Regions from separate parts of the Mus musculus genome. Here region 1 is linked to region 2. Evidence: chromatin contacts called from public promoter capture Hi-C data. All regions are on one chromosome and are shown on one strand. The core of a region is the stretch at or near the end of the contact, and the rest is flanking DNA. Distances in the headings are between cores, read along the strand shown. Region 1 has its middle 13 kb from the start of Cxcl12. Region 2 holds the start of Depp1 (DEPP1 autophagy regulator).

The links. Promoter capture Hi-C pulls out the DNA fragments that hold promoters and counts their contacts.
Region 1: a promoter capture Hi-C map of liver shows a contact between it and region 2, with 2.4 times the contacts expected there. The contact joins the enhancer-like site here to the promoter of Depp1 in region 2. A contact is called at or near these places in 10 of 39 promoter capture datasets (3T3-L1-derived adipocytes, cranial neural crest, embryonic stem cells and 5 more), 5 of 484 Hi-C or Micro-C datasets (frontal cortex, liver and uterus) and 3 of 115 datasets of contacts at active chromatin or transcription factors (embryonic stem cells, hepatocytes and neural tube).

What each region holds. Positions count from the first base shown.
Region 1 is chr6:117,178,611-117,185,068 of GRCm38.p6, forward strand. It overlaps a transcript of Cxcl12 not described here. Among named protein-coding and RNA genes, the nearest start is that of Cxcl12, 13 kb to the left of the region's middle. Within about 2 kb of position 1,956, at least 9 of the 459 cell types and tissues checked have an H3K27ac peak or open chromatin away from gene starts, as enhancers often do. A contact at or near this core is called in hepatocytes, liver and stem cell-derived epiblast-like cells, where this site is marked.
Region 2 is chr6:116,646,297-116,652,739 of GRCm38.p6, forward strand. Depp1 (DEPP1 autophagy regulator) reads left to right here and starts at 4,388. Exons shown (of 2, transcript NM_145980.2): 1 at 4,388-4,549; 2 at 5,397-6,443. The coding sequence starts at 5,402. The coding sequence ends at 6,019. Rassf4 (Ras association (RalGDS/AF-6) domain family member 4) reads right to left here. Exons shown (of 11, transcript NM_178045.4): 4 at 1,271-1,413.

The DNA.
Region 1 (6,458 bases), core at 706-3,205, 530 kb after region 2:
AGACGCCCGAGGAACTTACAGGAGGAGCCTAGGTCTGAAGTCAGTGTTAGGGAAGGGCCCATAGCCACTTCCTCTGCTCCTGAGCAGGGCTGAAGCCGTTTGCAAGGGACTTGCTTTGCACAGTTTTGCTGTACTTTCACATTTTATTATGTAGCAAGATACATGGTGATTTTTTTTTTTTTCATTTAGCCTGATTTTCCAACGTCATTGGTGACAGGCCAAGGCCACTATGTTATTTCCTTTGTTCTGGTATCCTTCCCTTGGAGGACCTTCTCTGAGTAGTGGCTCCCCAGGTTTGTCCTTTGAGCTGAGGCAGGAGGCTCACCCATTCTTCTGAATAGGAACTGGGTGTTCCCACCCCCCAAGGACTGCAGGGCTTTCCCAAGCTGAGGCAGGAACGTGAGGCCAGGGAAGAGTGAGCTTCACCCTCATCCCACGCTGTCCTCCTCAACCCACCATGCTCATCATTCTGTCTCATCCATCCATCCATCCATCCATTCATCGCCATGTGTCCGCAAGACTGTCTCCATGACCCTGAAAAAGGACTCTCGAGATGAAATCCTTTATTCAAATGGGACAGCAAGAAGGAAAAGCCAATGTCTGGTGTCTCTCCCCCCGCCCCTACCCTGCGCGCATCTATGTCTTGTTTGGAATATTGTCTCTTCAACCCCCTGTTCATGTCCTTCTCACTCATGATCGATGTCTTGTCTGTGCACTGTCTCTAACCCAAATGCAAAGGCTGAGTGTGAGGTGATGGCCCCGAGGTCCAGGTTGTAGTCATGGAAAGAGCCCTGCTGTCTCCCTTCTCAGGGGGCCCATTTTAGACACACAAAGCCCAAAGAAAGGTGGTTTGCAACAGTGCTTAGCTCGAGCCTCCATATTTCCATAACTGTTAGCTTAAAACTGTGGGGTTTTACCTTCCTGGAACCAAATGCATTCTTCTGTTGAGGAGTAACAGGTCTCAATTCTTTTCAATTAATTTTAAAAGTCAATCACTAAGAGCATCGGCTTTGGGCCCTGATGGGCAGGCATTTCCCTGGAAAGGGGGTGAACTACCTACCTCTCCTCAAGACAGCCGAAGGGTGGGATTGGTGCCGCTCTGGGAAGCGTGGCCCCAGGAGTTTTGTCCTCTGCAGTTTTTAATGCAAGTTCACTGCCACTTTGACAAAAGCCCAATTAGAAGCCAGTCTCTAGTTCCTTAAACAAAACAGACAGAGTAAGGAAAGGAAGGAGGGTGGCAGCCAGCTGGCTGGACACTCGAGAAAGACGGGGAAGTAAGCTACAGAAAGATAGTCTTCAAAAACAGGTGTTTGAGAGTGAATACTCTGTAGAATTGTTAGTGGGGTGTGTGTGGTGGTGGTGGGGGGATTTCTACAAAATAGTCCTTTAAGTTGAGTTTACAGCAGATGAAAAATCCAACCAGCAAAATTTTGATCAAATTTGAACAAAAACCCAAAAACCTAAAACTGTTGAGCAGGTTGCGATGAGGAGCACAGGGCTAGCTGCAGAGCTGGATCCTCAGGAGGATAGCGAATTATTTTCAACCCTGGAATAGAAACCACACACTGGCTTGCTGTGCACCAGCCACTTTGCATCTAATCCAAGCTTTGAAGGGTGTTGCTTGGGAGGAAACAAATACAGCCTTCCATCTTCACTCCAGTTAGGGATCCTTTCAAAGTCTCCTTCACAGTGAGGAAAAAGAGAAGGGTAGAAACTTTAGGGAGCCGGATTTGTGTATCAATTCCTCCGCTGACAGTCAGTTTCTAGATGGAGACAGCCTGCTTAAAGCAAATCCGAATTTAAATAGGACATTTACATCGGAAAAGTCTCTCCCTACCTTAATCCCCCATTCTCTTGCTTTCAAAATACAAGCACAGCAGTCCTTGAATGGCTGTTGACCCAGGGCACCTAGCTGTCCCTGCTGGTCCTGGGGCTGCCAGAATTCCCTTGGGCGCCAAGCAACCTGCCAGGTAGCCAGTCCCTCTGTTACAAGCCTTTGCATCTGGATAGGGAAAGGGGTGGAGACATACAGTCTGCTTTGTGTTGAAACCCAGATTTGTACCCTGTGTTTATACACTGCTGCTGGCTCCCGAGGACAGTGGGACTTTAGCAAGGAAGTGCAGCCGAGGGGTAAAGAGCCCTCTGGTTCATTGCCTGATCGGCTTTGAGAGAGGGTTTGGAGGGCAAGGGGCTGCATTCCTCTGAGGGACTTGGCCTGAGGCCTTTCGGGCCTCTCCAGTGGGTTCTGTTTATCCTCTCATGGGTGATTATCTCAGTGGTGTCACCAGGGGCTTCCTCCCAGAAGTCAGTCATCCCCAGGCCGTGCACCCTTTTCAGCTGGATGAGAGCCAGGGATGCATTCTCTCCAAACAGCTACCCTGGCCCATTTTAAGGTAATCTCATTCTTCAAAATGTTCCATAGAATCCTCCAAATTCCCCCAGCAGACTTCTACCCTCGCCAAGTTCCCAAAACCCACTCAGCAAAGTTGCCAACCTCGACGGGCTAGCAGTGTCTAAGCAGCGATGGGTTCAGTGTTGTGTGTGGTGAATACTGTATTTTGTTTCAGTTCTGTCTCCCAGATAATGTGAAAACGGTCCAGGAGAAGGCAGCTTCCTATATGCAGCGTGTGCTTTCTTATTCTTATTTTTAATATATGACAGTTATTTGAGAAGCCATTTCTACTTTGAAGTCATTATCGATGAAAGTGATGTATCTTCACCTACCATTTTCCTAATAAAGTTCTGTATTCAAATATAGCTGCCAAGCATCCTCAGTGAATGTTACCATGTGGAATTTTCCACACTTGGTTTTACCCCCTCAAACCTGACTCTGACCGTGCAGTCTTAGCAGAAGAGCTTAGCAGGTCCTAGTGTTCACTCTTGGTCTAACTGCTGGTGTCAGAAGATCTCTACAGGGAGAGGTGTTCCATTTTCTCCACATGACCTGGATTGCTCCTTAGAGGTCAGACAGCCTTGCACTGTACAAGGCAATGGCTTAGGGTAAAGTCCCAGGAGTTTTCCCTACAGTCCCAAGAATTTGGAAGAGGAAGGCCCACACTACACATGCAGGTCATGGTGGAAGGTGACAGAGGAAGGACTCTGTCCCTGTAAGACAGCTGGAAACCACAATATTCTGCATGTTCCTATCCTGGGTGAGGACGCTAATGGAAGTCAAAGGGGAATTTGCTAACTGCTGTTGGCCAGCTTCCTCCAAGAATCCTGCTTCCCCAACAGACAGAGCCTTTGTCTCTTATAGTTTGGTCTTCAGATTCTCTTTATCCCACATTCAGCCATTTTTGTAAAAGAGAGGCTAGCACCAGCTCCAAATATCCAAATCTGCAGTGTTTGAGATCTCACTGCGCCTCCTCCATACCAACACATTTGCCATTACTTATAGGGTAGTTTTCATGTGAGTTCTAAGTTGATTAACACACAAGAATTAGAAGGGTGGGAGGCTCTAGGAAAGGCACTGTGGGACTATTTGACTGCATGGGTGTGAAAATGTAAGGAACAGGCAAGAGCTTGGATCCCATTCTCTCTGCCCACATTGTGACTTGAGATATACTAATTGCTCTTGGGGGTCTCAGTCATATACCATCCATAACAGAGTTAAACTGAGAGAGATACAGGATCAGCTAGAATGAAAAGCCCACCCCATGCTTCCAGAAAGTCCCCTCTTTATACCTCCTGTGATATGAACTAGAGGAAAAGCAATTGACTTTGCTTCTCAAACAGCCTACGGCAAAGCCCTGTGAGTTTGAACCTATTCCTCCAGGCCAATGAGGGTCCTCGTGGATTCCTTGGGGTCAGAGCAGCATTCCTTCAAGAACAGTAAGCTGCTATTCCGGCACCAGGAACTGATCACCAGTTCTCACTGTAAACAGTCTTAAGTCCACACACAACCCATCACGTCCCTTTCCCTCTGCACTTGAAACAGGCTGGGTATTTGCATACAGCACAGAGTCGGGGAAGGTCAGAACAGAAAGCTGTCTGATTCAGGCTACAGTGAAAGGTCCCTGGGATAGGAGAGAAAAGTGAGCTCTTTTGAGAGCCAGTCTACTGAGTACATTGGGCCATGAGGGCTCAGAAGGTATCCTTGTGAATTAGAAGCAGCAGTTGCTCCATAGGGGCTGCACGTGGGGAGTCCAGCACAGCTAAGGAAGCTAGGAATCTGCTTCTTCACTCTGGCTGTGCCCTTTTAGGAGAGGTATAGATTGATCAAAGGCGGTACTGATGCCCTTGGTGAGAAGGTCCCAGCAGTCTGAAAAGGTGTGAGAAAACCATGACAGTGACGGGATGCGTGGACACCCAAGCCAGCTGTGGACCAATCTTGTTCCAGGGTTACAGAGATATGTCGCAAAGAGCCTCGCCTTCTGCTCCTTTTTCTCTGTGCTCATAGTGAGGACTTGACACTCAGGACTGTAGACAGAGGAGAAGGCAGAAAAGGTTAAGTCTTGATCAACAGGTCTCAGAGAGATGTAGATAAGAGACAAGGGAACGTATGGTAGAGAGGCTCAGAAGGCATTAGCAGTGGTCCATACTCCCTACCCTGGACTCCAGTTAGATCCACATCTTCCAATAACACCCAACTAGCCATTTCTAAGTCAATTAGGCCAAGTGAATCAGATATGGAGGCCACAGGCCTGTGCTTGCACAGGAAGTTGCTAGAGGTCTCCTTACTTCTTTGCCAAGCTTCCCCAGAGATCTTACAGCCCACATCCTGGTTTTAGATGGAACTCTAGGAAAAGATTATCGAGACTATAGAAGCATCCTAGACTATGCCTGTCACCCTAGATTGATAAAAGTCTCAGATGTGTTGCCAAGGATCTCCTCATATAGAACCTGCTTAGGGTCCATTTAGAGCCTGGATATTCTTCCTCCCCTAAAGATACCCATGAGCACCAAACTGAGTGGCCCAGAATCACCTGTGGGAGTCAGTTGAATATCTACTGTCCTGTCCAGAGCTGTAGCCCTACAGGTCCATGATGGGTCTCAGAATCCAATCTCAGCCTGGATGTCTAAGGATAAACTGAAGACCGTGAATTTCTAGGTGAAGTCCATCCTAGAGTATCTATTGAGCTGTAAGCTCATGAAGGTTTATTCCCAGCACCTGATCATGATGAGTGTTTAGAGCATATATGAAGAGAGACTTGGTGTCCACAAGTCAACACCAACAGCAAAGAGCTGGTGCTCTTACTAGGTCATAAACTGCTCTCAGTTTTCAGCAACAGTGCTCTGATAAGTTTGGGGGTAAACAGTAGCGTCTACTTCTTGGTCCACCAAGAAGACCAAATAGAAACAGAGCAGAGTGAAGCCAGGCCCTTTGGTTATCGATAAAAATGGAAAATGGAAGGGAGCCACCTGGGTGGAGAGGCGAGGGGTGCTTGGGCATTCAGACTTGCAAAGGATGTGGGTACAGTGGTCTGCTGTTGACTCAAGGTCTGCTGGGGGAGGCAGAGGGCCAAGTGAGGCTGCTGACAGCCCAAGAGTCATAGCTGAAGTGAGGAGCACCCTTCATAATCAAATCAAAATACTTACCTGTCTTCCAAGTAACTTTAACTGCCTAGAATTTGTAATGGAAAGTTAAGACTTCATTGACAACAGCCACATTACACTCTCCAAGTTAACTATGAACATAGGTAAGTTCTGTGGGCCATTCTGAGCATTTGCCTGGAAGATAACACAACTGAAAAACCACAAACCTTGGTAAAATTGAAGACATTACATGCATGCAAATATCAAGAACACAAATAGGCTTGTTTTTGCATGGTGTTGTGGCATGATACTGTCTTCTTGAAAATTCATGCTCAAAAACCATGCTGTCAAGTAACTAAAAATAATCCTGTGGTGTTCTAAGTAAGCGTGTGGTTTTGTAGTGGGCTGCATTTGTAGCTATCCTGGGGTACATGCAACAGGTTGGATGAGCCTGCTCTGTAACAACATGCTAACATATATCTCTGCTTAAAATAAAAGTTTGTGGTTGAAGAGATTCCTCAATAGTTAAAAGAACTTTCTGCTCTTGTGGAAATCCCAGGTTTGGTAATCAGCACCCACAAAGAATAGCTTCTAACAGTTTGTAATTCCAGCCTCAATGTGTGACACACTCTTTCTGCCTTCACACATACCGGAACGCATACAGTGTGCATACACACACATGCAGGCACTCACGGATACACATAATAAAAATAAATCTTCTCTTTCAAAGAGAATATAATTGTCTCCCAGTTAAATTGCAGAATAGATGTTGCTTCCCTGCTGTGAGCCAACAAAGCAAAAGCCAGGAAAAGGAACAAAAAAAAAATCATCCACTATTCCAGAGAGGAATAACACTGGAACTTCACAGAGACAATAATAACACGACTAGAAAATGTAGAGAATGAGACAGGAAACAGAACAAAGGGAGTAAACTTTGGGAGTAAACTAAGGTAGACAAACTTTGGAGGTTCTAGAGGCTCTGA
Region 2 (6,443 bases), core at 3,138-5,637:
CTTTGGGGATCAATTCTCCAGCCTTCTTGGCAGGACTGACCCCAACCACAAGCCAGAGAAGACAGTATCAGGATAGAGAAGGAACGGGAGTGATGAGAGGAGATAGCATTCAGTAGAGAGACTGTGAACATGGGCTGGGCGAGGGATGGCTAGTAGGACTGCCTCTACCTTGACAGGGGTTGGCGTGGGAAGCATGAGTCATACTTGCAACCTTTCCAAGGAGTCTTTATGTTCTAAGTCATGTTGCTCAAAGTTGTGTACCAGTGACCAGGGACACCTGGGGTAAGAGCTACTGTGTCACCCACATGTATTATCTATCTATCTATCTATCTATCTATCTATCTATCTATCTATCTATCTATCATCTATTGAGTGTGCATGTGTACTCAGGTAGGTAAGTTTATATGCACCACATTTTGCAGGAGCCCATGGAGGACAGAAAAGGGCACTGGAATCCCTGGAAATAGAGTTATAGGCAGCTCTGAACCACTGTATGCATGCTGGAAACTGAACTAAGGTCAGAGCAGCTGCAACTTCTGATCCAACTCTCCAGCTCCTTCACATATATGTTTTTAAAACAGTGTTTCTGTATGTGAGCCTGACCTGGGTTCAAACTCAGAATTCCTCTGCCCTTCAGTTTACTGAGGGTTGTAATCTCAGGCAAACTTACATCACCATGCCCATCTTATCTGCATATTTGGCAAGGACAAAATTCTGAATGTGTGCCTCTGAAGAATCATTGCGCAAAGAAGCAAAACTCAGACTAACTGCCTTTGTCCTGATGGTAAAATAAATCGGATTTTAAATTCTGGTAAATTGATGCAAACAGAATCTGTCACTAATGTGAAGCAGTAGCGAAAATAAATTTGGATGAATCCCTAAAATTTCCTTTCAAGGAGATCCCAGTAGGCTGAGGACATAGCTCATTAGTATAGCACTTAGGCGTGGGTTCTGTCCCCAGCACCATAAAGCAGGTGTTGGGAGCATGAAATTATTCTCCTGGAGGAGGGGCAAAGGTCATATCATCCCAGGGAGGGCACCCTAAGTAAGGTTGTGTGTTGCAGTGGGTAAGGCCAGAAAGGACTGAGGTAACCACTGAACAGGAGAGGGGTTTGGTCTGCGCTCCATTCCTAAGCCCCATACAGCAGTGAAGCGTCTACCCCAAGGCTGGGGTACCCACTGGGACAGAGAACTCCACATATAATGTGGTGCACCATGATAATAGACATCACGGAGGTCCCTGGCTCCACTCTACCTGCCAGACACTCACTGGAGGTAGCTGAGCCTCTCAGGCACCCATGTGGCAGACGGCAGGTGCACTCGCTCCCGATCATCCTGCATCTGCAGCCGGATGGGTCGTCTGAGTCCCCAGGCAATGTTGAGGAGTCCTTCGATGATCAGAGTCCCTTCTTCCTGTGGGAGAAACACAGGTCAGTCATTTCAAAAATCCAGAAGCTTCCCTAAAGATGTCTGTCCTTCCTCTTTGTGACCTGCTCGGGAACACGATGCTCAGCCCCCCAACCCTCCCAGGGAAGAGCGAGCTGTGTGTGCATGCTTCAGTGCACGAGGGCAGGGACCAGCAGGAGGACACATGAGGTGTTCCTTCCGCTGCTAAGTCCAGGCCCGGCCAAAGGCAGGGCGGAGGCCAGCATGGAGCTGCTGAGTCAGGTGTCCCCTAGGACACCGCAAGTGTCTGGCAGGCACGTCTACACTGCCGGGAGGAAGCACGAGCGGGGGGAGGCATGCCTGGACACTTGTACTGGGCTAGGCTCCTTGACTCAAAGGGCACTGGGACAGAGAATCCCATAGCCACCAGGCTCTACTGGACATCCTACTGTCTGTGTTCCCTGCCTTGTTTTTCTCTCCACACATCCATCAGTGGCAATGCCAACTGCCTTTTTTTTCCCCTAATGGTGGATGCTGGTTTGCCTAACACTTCTGGGACATTTCCATGGTCTATCATGAGTATTTCATGCTATTTTCATACTGAACCTTCAGCCTTCTCCGACTTCCTTAGGTCTCCAAATGAAAGGACTGCTACTCAACCCACAGTATTCCACCCCACAGGCACCCTCCTGACTCTGGCTCAAACTTCTTCGGTCCTTGGTTCTTTGTCTCTGACGTATTTCCAGCCTCTCTCTCTTCATGGGACTCTCTAGGCTCCCTGTACTCTATGATTACTCCATGAGCAACTGTACTGTCCGGGACCTACCTGAAACCTCTGGCACCACTGAGAGACTCCAGCCTCACTCTCTCATGGCTCTCACCCTATATTTTATTTATTTACATATACGTCTTGGGCCAAGAACATTTAATATAAGAGTCCCACATGTACCCCTATTCTCCCCGTACCTCTTTTCTCTTCTCTTCTCTTTGGGTATTTATTCAGTGATGTTCTACATCCAGTTACCGCTTAAACCGTAACTAATCTCTTTTCATATCTATTTGCCACACAGTTCCCATCTTGGATGGTGGCATGGATAGGCCTACTAACCATGATTCATGATGGCTAACACGCACACTGAAGATGTTTGAGAACACAACGGATGATGGTGATGACGTGGGGTCTAATTAAGAGTTCAGCCAAGCTTCCTAATCCATGGAACAGGAAGCTAAGCAAAGCCTGCGATTAGGTCTCTGCTATGGAGTGATGCTAAGGCATGGTGGTGAAGGGTGTGCTAAGTGAGGTCTGAAGACTCACATACTTAATGGCTACTTAAACGTACAGCACAGGGGATTGCAGTGGGCCTGGTGCTGCCCCGTGGATCTCTAAGATTCATTCATCTGGAAGAACTGGGGTCCCTACTTCTCTTTCTTCCCTACCACTCTTGATAGCCATCTTCCTTCTTTCTGCCTCTATGCATTTGAGTTATTTTGGATTCCACACTACACTTAAGTGAAATCATGCCCCACCCACTGCCCCATGGAGTCTCCTCTCTCTTCATTGTCCTGGAAAGCCCCCGTGAAAACAGGGATGTCATGAGAACCTTCACGTGGGGATGGCCTCACCCCCACTCACAGTGTGGATCTCATGGTCGGCTAACAGTCATGCCTAGTTTCAAACACCTCACTGACCACAGAGAGAAGAGTCTAAGGCTATCAAAACCACACACAGCTTCCTGATACGGCCTCACAGTGTTTGCCTAAACAGTCAGGCAAAAGGCTGGAGTCCTGTGGAATCATTCAGGTGTAAGTTGGGAATTGTCACCTGACTTAAGCATTGTTCAGTATCTCCAATGTCCCCATGCCTTTACCCATGACTCTAATGCTACACTTGGAATGCATAGACACAAGACCAGCAGCTCACCATGCTGCAGGAGGCTAGTGTCTGTCCAGCCCTCATGTATCAGACCTGAACGTACTGTTCCCTCTGTAACTCCTCTTCCTCCCGCTTCTGAGGGTAGGTGAGCAGAGGCGCTGAGGCCTGAGAAACGCAAAGCCGGTTCCTTCCCAGGGCTGTCCATCTTGCCTTCAGCTGCCACTGTGTTGGTATCACCCTTGGAGTCCCCTGGTTTCTCACAGCTGCTGTCATTTGCCCGAGCATGGCATCTGGCAGAAGCCACACTACAGCTCCTTACTCAAACCTATAGTGCCTTGCCCTTGCTTTGGTATCATCTGGCCCACCTGACCTGGACCACCCCCTCTTCTGCTGCTCCACAGCCCTTCGGCGCTCTATTTTGCAGCCATCCTGAGTGCTGAGTCACTGCGCCTGCCCACTGATGACTCCATAATCCTTCTCACTGGGAAACAGGCATCATACGTGGTGATTTGTCCACAGTATTTGCTATGCCATTAGCAGTCACTGGCACATGCCTGGCCAACAACGGGCAAGCAAATTTCTCCTTGAAAGTATCTGAGATGTTATGAGAGAAGTCAGACAGACTGTCAAGCTGCCCCGGCACTTGTGTAAGGTGATGTCCCTCACCCTGCAAGCCTCATGTGTTATCATGATCATAAGTGTAGGCCTGGAACTCAGCAAAACTTAGCACAAGGCTGGCGTGTCACAGGATCACAGGTCCTGGGGTAATCCATAGTAGAAAATACTGTGCTATACCAGACAGGGGTGGAAGCCCATGGGGGTCCTATGGAGGTCCCAGGTTCCAGCAGTCCCCAGGTCCCAGGAACCCCCAGGCTGGCTTTGCTCTCTACCCATAGTAAAGCTGTCTAAGTCAGGTGAGGTGGCTGCCCCACACCTCACCCTACAGTGTAAATATTTCCCAACCTCCTGCAGGCACATACACAAATTCCAGGCTGGCAGCTGGGCCAAGCCCCACCCTCTGTGCTTTCCCCTGAGAACCTTCCAAAGTGCTGTTATTTTGAGCTTTTCCTGACAATGATTGATGACCGGAGGAACCGTGTAAAAGCAGCAGTGTGTGTTGGGTTTGCCAGACCGCACAGGGGAAGAAACCACAGCACATCGTCCTGACTGTCCTCTTCCCAGGGACCAAGAGCTAGAGACCCGGCTGTGACTGCCCGCCTCTGGGGCTTCCTTTAGAGGAGACAGTCTTTACCCATCTAGACTCCTGCCACCCTGACTGCTGACTTACAGGTAAGAAGAGCAGCCACCCTTTGGCTTGACACTTTTAAAACACGGGGCTAGTTTATCTCTGAGAGCATCTCTCATCCCGAGCTTTCACGGCCTGACTACTGGATAGAGAGCAGGGGGGTGGGTACCACCGACCACTATGATAATAAGGTGTTTATACAAGGCCTTTGTGTTTACAGGAGAGCTGTGATGTCAAAGCTATGTCTCCGTGAATTTCCCCATATATCCCTGCCAGTGGGATGTTTATAACCCTATTTTTCAGACAAGTAATTAGAGGTTTAGAGAGGTGACATTGCCAGTCTCTAAGTCATTAAGTGGCAGAGACGAGTTTAAAACCTAGGTGTTCTCTGACCCCACATTAATACCCCCCCCCCCGTTTTCTTACCTGTTCGTTCTTCATTTTAAAATTTTTAATTAATTTATTTTATTTTATATGCATGGATATTTTGCCTACACTAATGTATGTGTGCTACACACATGCCAGTCAGACCCCTGGAACTTGATTTATAGATGGCTAGAGCCACTATGTGTGTGCTAAGAACTGAACTCAGGCTCTCTGCAAGAATAAGTACCCTTACCACTGAGCCCCGACTATCTGGCTATTCTTAAACAACACTAATGATGAAGCCTTAGTGAGCTGGGTACTTTGGTGGTAGCTGGAAGGATGAGTGCGGGTGGGGGCAGGGGGGTGAGCCTTGGTCTCAGATCTGCAGGTTTCTTATTGTTTTCTGGGTACCCGAGCCCCGTGTAGCATCTCCGATGAGGGAGAGGAAGTAGGAGGGTGTCAGGGTGGCATGGCGGGCTCGCCACTGGTTTCCTCTTGGCTAACAGGTTGCTTTTGCTTTATTAGCAGCTATGAGGTCCCGGCTTCTGCTGCCCGTGCCCCATTTGCCAACGATTCGGGAAATGTCAGAAGAGCTGTCACATGGGGCAGCTGGGCAGGAACCCCCAGCGTCCCCCAGCCTGGATGACTACGTCAGGTGTATCTGTCAGCTGGCACAGCCCACCTCAGTGCTGGACAAGGTCACAGCCCAGAGCCGTCCCAACAGACCCTCCCGGCCAGCCTGGACTCGAGAGAAGAGGCGCCAGGCCGAGTCTCCAGGAGACAGCTCTCTTTGCGTCAGCAGCCTGCAGCCCACACTGCCCTCTCCCGGCACTGACAACCCTCTGGACTGGCTCTTTGGGAAGTCACAGGGAGAGCAGGCAGATGGGAGAGGTCGACCCAACAGGACTGGTTCTTCAGATCCCTGGGATGTGCCCAGACAGATGGGCAAGGACACGGGGAGACTCTGTGAGGCCAGGGTACCTGAGCACTCTCTGGGAAGAAAACCAGGGCCCAGGCACCAGACCTCCGACCTGAAAAGCTGGACTTCTAGAAAGTCCTGCCGGGCCTTAGCGTCCGTCTCCAGCTCTCGCCCCAGCAGTATCCTAGGTACTCTCTATTTGCACCTCCCAGTGATCCATGAACTCTAACTCCTACCCCAGGAAAAACCCATAAAGGATATGGTGGGCCCCTGTGCTCTCTCTAGCTTTCCTCTCCTGTGGTGGACACTTCCTGGCAGGTCTGCAGGGACTGGGCAATTCCTAGTGAGACCCATCCTCTAAAGAGCGATGACAGTCTAGCTCCCACAATGCGACTTTGACTGGTACCTTTTGTGTCTGGCTGGCCCGTGACTTTGAAGCGACTCAGTGTCCTCTATGTCTTGGTTTTATCATGACTAAAGTGAGTGTAGGTGGAGTGACCACCTCCCAGATTGCTCTAATGAGGAGATGCGGGCTGTACTCTGGGTGGCTGCCACAGTCTCATGAGAAACCAAGGGCAAAGGACCAAGGAAAAGGGTCTCAGGCCCCTAAAGCAGTGGCTTTCAACCATCCTAATGTTGTGACCTTTTAATAC